2 separate regions of the Xenopus tropicalis genome follow, and region 1 is linked to region 2. A link is a contact called in public Hi-C data. All regions are on one chromosome and are shown on one strand. The core of a region is the stretch at or near the end of the contact, and the rest is flanking DNA. Distances in the headings are between cores, read along the strand shown.

Region 1 (3,533 bases), core at 1,021-3,520, 140 kb after region 2:
ACATTAATAGAACAAACAAAGAGGTTAATAGGAAGGCTGCAACATCTCCTTAATCACTTACATAGTAAGTTGGGTTGAAAAAAGACATACGTCCATCACGTTCAACCATAATGCCTATATATAACCTGCCTGACTACTAGTTTATCCAGAAAAAGGCAAAAACCCCATCTGAAGCCTCTATAATTTGCCGCAGAGGGGAAAAAATTCCTTCCTGACTCCAAGATGGCAATCGGACCAGTCCCTGGATCAACTTGTACTAAGAGCTATCTCCCATAACCCTGTATTCCCTCACTTGCTAAGAATCCATCCAGCCCCTTCTTAAAGTTATATAATGTATCAGCCAGCACAACTGATTCGGGGAGGGAATTCCACAACTTCACAGCTCTCATAGTAAAAAACCCTTTCCGAATATTTAAACGGAACCTCCCTTCTTCTAAACGAAGTGGGTGCCCTCGTGTCCGTTGGAAGGACCTACTGGTAAATAGAACATTAGAAAGGTTATTATATGATCCCCTTATATATTTATACATAGTTATCATGTCACCTCTTAAGCGCCTCTTCTCCAGTTTAAACAAACCCAACTTGGCCAGTCTTTCTTCATAACTGAAACTTTCCATACCCTTTACCAGCTTAGTTGCCCTTCTCTGGACCCTCTCTAATTCAATCATGTCCCGTTTGAGCACTGGAGACAAAAACTGAACAGCATATTCTGGATGGGGCCTTACCAGAGCTCTGTAAAGGGGAAGAATAACCCCCTCCTCCCGTGAATCTATACCCCTTTTAATACAGCTCAAAACCTTGTTTGCGCTTGCAGCTGCTGCCTGGCATTGCTTGCTACAGCCAAGTTTATTATCTACAAGGACTCCAAGGTCCTTCTCCATTATGAATTTGCCTAGTGCAGACCCATTAAGGGTATAAGTGGCTTGCATATTTTTACATCCTAGGTGCATGACCTTACATTTATCCACATTAAATCTCATCTGCCACTTAGCCACCCAGATTGCCAGTTGGTCAAGATCCTGCTGCAAGGATGTCACATCCTGGATAGAATTGACTGGTCTGCAGTTTTGTGTCATCTGCAAACACTGATACATTACTTATAATACCCTCCCCCAAGTCATTTATGAACAAATTAAACAAAAGTGGACCCAGTACAGAACCCTGAGGGACCCCACTGAGAACCTTTTTCCAAGTAGAGACTGTACCATTAACAACCACCCTCTGTACCCGATCCTGTAGCCAGTTTTCTATCCATGTGCAAACGACTTCACTAAGACCTTAGTTTAGAAAGCAATCGTTTGTGGGTAACGGTATCAAATGCTTTGGCAAAATCCAAATAGATTATATCTACTTCATCCCCACTGTCCAGCTTCTTACTCACCTCATCATAAAAAGCAATTAAATTGGTCTGAGATTAGAGATTAGATTTACTTCTCCTGAGACCAACTTGCCCCCCTTCCTCAGGAATTTGCTTTGACTTCTGGCTTTTGGGCATGCTTAGTTGTTCTAAGCTCAGATTACTAAACACACCCTCCAGTCCAGCAGCCAGTGAAGAGATGGCATTGTTGGTTCCCATAGAAACTCATCTCTAGCTGTCTGCTTCAATTTTTTTCTCCTAACCTCCTCTCCTGAGCTCAGCTCAACAAAGCAGAACTTTTATCAAAGACAGTTGTGCCTGTGTGAGCCTGAATTCTTGATGAAATGTATGCTGAATAAGGGTCTGTGTGTGTGTATGCTGTTTGCAGATTTAAATGTATCTATTATTATGTATCAGAGGAAAAATGGCCAACAGCTGCTATTTGCTTTAGGAAAATGTAATGGTGCTGGCAAGCGGAGTGTATATATGCAGTACACATGATGCCATTTGGGTGGGGGAGACATGCCCAACTGATATACATTGTAGGCAAATATAGGCTTTACATGTCCTTTAAAGTCTAAAATCCTCTGATTTTAATCTTTTCAGTGATATAAAATAAACATCTCTTTACTTAATTACACATTACTACTCTTAATTACAAAAGTATATCAAAAAATGAAAAGTTCTGAGACATGACCTTTTCTGCTTTTTCAAATGAATATTATTTTTTCTAAAGCTTTTTGGTAATTATATTTTAAAATGTTCCTCAGTGCTTCCTGCTAAACTACACACAAGCAGCAAATTAAGATTCAGTCATGCACAGCAAATAATCTGATGTTTGCCTAGAAACAAGCTTTGTGTGCTTAGTCTGCTATAGTCTGCTCAGTAGAAATGCATACAAACTGTGCCACACACTGGGGCTTTGCAGAACTGCAGCTATTTGTTTTCTAATTAAATCTTCACATTCCTATGGGCTGAAGTCACTAAGCAATTGTGGAGAATGCTTTATTATTATAGAAGTGCCCTTCTCAAATGCACAACTTGCTCAAACCAGTACCGTGCTTTAAAAAATCTTGGTAGATATCTTTTAAGATTAAGTTGAGAACTGCCTTGTCTTGTGATTTCTAATAACAAGAAATAATGTAGGCACCTCAGTTTGTTAATACATTATTTAATACATTATTTAGCCTTCCTTTAAATATATCCGTGAATGTTTTTCATTGTAAGGCATCAGTTAAAGAACAAAAGGCCTCTTTATAAACTGCAAAAGAATGAATGTTTCTTATTTTAATGTATTTCACTGGTTTTTGTGTAGGTAGGAGTGGTGTGTTTGTAAAGAATCAAAATGTTTCCTTTAGTATTAAAATAGCTGTTGATGCTGGAAAGAAAACAGTAGAACGTTTTTGTACCTGCATAGCATTTCAATTAGTAAGTATAATGCAATGGGGTTTTTTTTTTTCTTTCTTTTTGCCAAAAACGAGTTTTTCAGCCTCCCATGGGAAACAGTGGTTTCTGCCAGATCTGAAATGGGAAAAGAGATGTTGAAATTTTCAGTAAAAGATTGAGACATTTTTGTCACTTTTTTTGTATAACCAGGCTCATTGCTTTGCTGATTAGTAAAAACAGTGCTTAAAAATTTTGTTCTCCTATTATGAAGACCCCCATCTGAAGCCTCTCTAATATGCCTCAGAGGGGAAAAAATTCCTGCTTGGATACAAGTGGGCTATTAGACCAGTCACTGTGAAAACTCTACTGAGAGTTTCTGTAATACAGGTATCTGACCCCTTATCCGGAAACCCATTATCCAGAGAGTTCTGAATTACGGAAAGGCCATCTCCCATAGACTCCATTTTAATGAAATAATACACATTTTTAAAAATGGTTTCCTTTTTCTCTGTAGTAATAAAACAGTACCTTGTAATTGATCCCAACTAAGATATAATAAATCCTTATTGGAACCAAAACAATCCTATTGGATTTAACTACTGTTTAAATAATTTTTTTAGTTGACAAGGTAGGAGATCCAAATTATGGAAAGACCCCTTAATCGGAATACCCCAGGTCCCGAGCATTCTGGATAACGGGTCCCATACCTGTAGTGTATTTTCCCCTTGCTTAAAATCCTTGGCGCTGTCTAATGTATCAGCCAGTACAGCTGCATCAGGGAGAGAATTCC
Region 2 (3,362 bases), core at 676-3,175:
TTCAAGTGTGTTTTAAATTGTTTGCCTGATCAGCAGCCTTATAGCAGAAAAAACACTACATTCTGTAATAGAAAAACCCAGAATTCAATTCAGTCGATGAGACTATGAGGCAGCGCATGCACATTCAAAAGTCCTTGTGAATGCACATTGAAAAAACGGCTCACCAACAATCATCAGTCAAAGCCCTGCCACTACTATGCGTGCACCAATAGCAACTCACTAATATGGTTGCTATGATGATGCACAAACCAAGCTTGCTTTATACACACTGATCGCTTGGTTTTTAGAAGTGATAAGTGTGTGTTGTATGACAAACTGACGCGCGAGTGGGAGGGGATTTCTCATGCATGTGCCAATACTCTAAATCAGGGGTCCCCAACCACCGGGCCGTGGACCGGTGCAGGGCCGTGGGCTGTGCTGAATCGGGCCACATCTGGTCCCAATCACCTGTGATCCCAATTCCCCGATGTGTTACACAGCCATGACAACAGCTAAGTGAAGCCCAGGGAGCTTTCTACTGATTGCGACAAGGACCAAAGTACTTAAAGCTCCATACTAACTGGCAGGGGATGTCACCACTTTGGTGAGAGTAAGAAGAGCAAAGGGGCTGGGCACATCTAGTTGCAGGGAGACAAGCTCAGGTCTCCCACTGAGCTGTATCATACTTTATAATGTAGTAGTAATAATAAAAATAAAAGTGCATAATATAAAATGAAATAATTACATTTACATTTTATATGTAATAATTAAATTATATACCATGCACTAGTTGCGCCACCCCCCCACTCCCGGTGCTTGGAAAAATTGTCTTACTTGAAACCGGTCTTTGGTGCGAAAAAGGTTGGGGACCACTGCTCTAAATGGTCGTTCTTCATGATGTAGGTGCATCAAATATGGTGAACACAACAGACTTAAAAGGAAAACTCATTAACGATGTTACTGCTTTTGGAAATGGTATATGTGAAAATAAAGCTAGCTATCTGGAAGAGCAAGGAGGTACTAACTGAATGGTGATGTATATACAAAAAAACAGTTTCCTTGTCCTTTAAAGAGAGGGAAAATCGGTTGCACAAAAACTAAAAAATACTTTTTTCTTAGTTTATACTAAAAATGATTACCAGACTAGTGCAGGGGTGCCCAGACTAGCAATATGAGTTGTAATTTGTGTAAAGTTTTCACAGCCTGAAGTAGTAGTTCACATAAAAAAATTATCATCTTTGAACTACTCTAAAAAAAAAAAAAAAAAAAAAAAAAAAAAGCCACATTTCAGTCCCCTTTTCATAATCCATATCAGTACTCATTTGCTGAATCGTTATTTTAAGAATGAAGAGTGCCTATAAAGATGATCTAATACAGGGAACACAATTTTTATTTTTTTTCCACACAAGCATGAATAACGTTCCTTGAGTATACTAAATAAGGGCTGTGATTTGGTAGGCTGATGTGGACTTTTTGCCTGTAAGAGGCTCTGGTTGGAGTAAAACTGTCTAAAAAATGTGCTTTGCTTTGAAAACTTGCTTCCAAGACACAGATTTAAAAATGGGGCCCCTACTTTGAGGTTACTTAGATCCAAGGGAGTGGGGAGCAACATGTTACTCATGAGCCACTGGTTGGGGATCACTGATTTAATGGTACTGTTGGTAGATAATGCTGAACACCAGGTCTAGTGGTAGATCATAATCTACTTTTTAAAGGAGATGTAAACTCATCCCATTATTGTAAAAACCAGCAATTTTCCAATATACATGCTTTATTTTATTCTTACAGTTGTGAAGATAACAAGCAGCCTCAGCCAGCCCTGCCTCAGCTGTACAAGAAACTTGGGCAATTGCGGGCTGTTCTTATCTCTCAGTGTAGCCACGGCCAGTTGGAACAGAGAATACACAGGCAGCAAACGAGCATACTTGCCTCTGATTGGCTCCTGTTGCACACAGAGGACTGAGCAATAAGAGAGGGATAGGATTACTGCAGCAACAAAGCAATGGACTGACTGAGGCTGCCTGTGGCAGCAAAGGAAATCAATTGATTATTTAGAGAACAGTGAGAATAAAACAAAGCATGTATATTGGAAAGTTTCTTGTTTTTAGAAATTCTATCATAATCCTTAACCTAAAGGGATGACTTTACATCCCCTTTTTGCTTGGCAATCATTGCCTTGGAATTGAAACATTGTTTTATTACAGAAAAGAGACTTGCTAAAATACATTTTTGTTTTCACATTTCAGAATTATAAGAGAGCATGGCCTTATAAATCTTAGGAAATTTCAAAGTAAGTGTTCTTTTATCCTCACATTTATGCTTAATAAATTTTTAATCTAGTAGCATTTTTGCAAATAGCGTAGCACCATATCCAAGATTTGTTTTAGGATTTGGCTGAACTGCAAGGATATTTTCGAATTAATACACAAATTCATGGTTTCAGTATTTGGTCAGTCAATCCAAAAATTATGGTTTGTTTATCTCTGATTTAAAATTGATGATGAAAAACTGAAGAATGGCCTATACTGGCATAGCTTTATGATATCTCTGCACTAGCTATGAGCAAACCTAGGCTTCTGCTGTTCTACATATGGAGAAGCACATCTTCAGCTAGTAATTATTAAAGGAGACATATTGGATAAATGGGAAAAAACGCTAATTTTGTAGGCAATTATGAATAATATACGGTGCTGGTTTCCCTTTGGGCTAAAAATTAATCCTATCTGTAAAAATGGCCCCTTTATTAGAGCTCCCTATAGATCGTATCACTTCTCTGTCCAGTGTGAAATGAAGAGCGGGTGTGTCCTAACGGTCCCTGCCAGAAGCACAGTAGGAGGGGGAGAGCCAATCACAGCCCTGCACTCACACAAGCAAAGACAGGCTTCAGTTCCCTATCAGGTCAGCCTAGCTGCTGATTGGTTCCTATCCTACAGTGCAGTGTACGGAGGGCCGCCGGCTCCCCAGCTCATCCAGAGAATTCAGCCAGCAGGAAGTGGAACAGATGGGCGAGGCTAGTGGGGTTTTTGTGGAATTTCTCAAAAAATCAGTTCGAAACACAACATTTTTAAGCCCAATCCTTCTATATCTAGAGGAGTATAATTCATTGGAACATTCATAATTTTTATAGGATATGTCTCCTTTAAACATATGGTCGAATTGAACTTATTAGAACCCTGTCAGCAATACATTAAGATGGCTTGCCATTTAAGTTATGTATAAGATTCCATGCTTTCCACTCGTTTGTATTAGGGATGCACTGAATCCACTTTTAGATTCTGCCGAACCCCCAAACCCTTTGTAAAGGATTCGGCTGAACCGAATCCAAACTCTAATTAACATATGCTAATAAGGTTTTGGAAGGGTTAAATCTCGCTGTGAGCAGA

The links. Hi-C and Micro-C count contacts between places; a contact is called where the count stands out from the background.
Region 1: a contact with region 2 is called in a Hi-C map of neurula embryo, with 2.8 times the contacts expected there. The contact joins two enhancer-like sites. A contact is called at or near these places in 2 of 5 Hi-C or Micro-C datasets (gastrula embryo and neurula embryo).

The regions. Positions count from the first base shown.
Region 1 is chr2:76,217,256-76,220,788 of UCB_Xtro_10.0, forward strand. All of the region lies in intron 3 of cuedc1 (CUE domain containing 1), which reads left to right. Among named protein-coding and RNA genes, the nearest start is that of cuedc1, 46 kb to the left of the region's middle. Within about 2 kb of position 2,271, at least 4 of the 11 cell types and tissues checked have an H3K27ac peak or open chromatin away from gene starts, as enhancers often do. A contact at or near this core is called in neurula embryo, where this site is marked.
Region 2 is chr2:76,081,061-76,084,422 of UCB_Xtro_10.0, forward strand. It overlaps tada2a (transcriptional adaptor 2A), which reads left to right. Exons shown (of 15, transcript NM_001016651.2): 9 at 2,226-2,269. Among named protein-coding and RNA genes, the nearest start is that of tada2a, 13 kb to the left of the region's middle. Within about 2 kb of position 1,926, at least 3 of the 11 cell types and tissues checked have an H3K27ac peak or open chromatin away from gene starts, as enhancers often do. A contact at or near this core is called in neurula embryo, where this site is marked.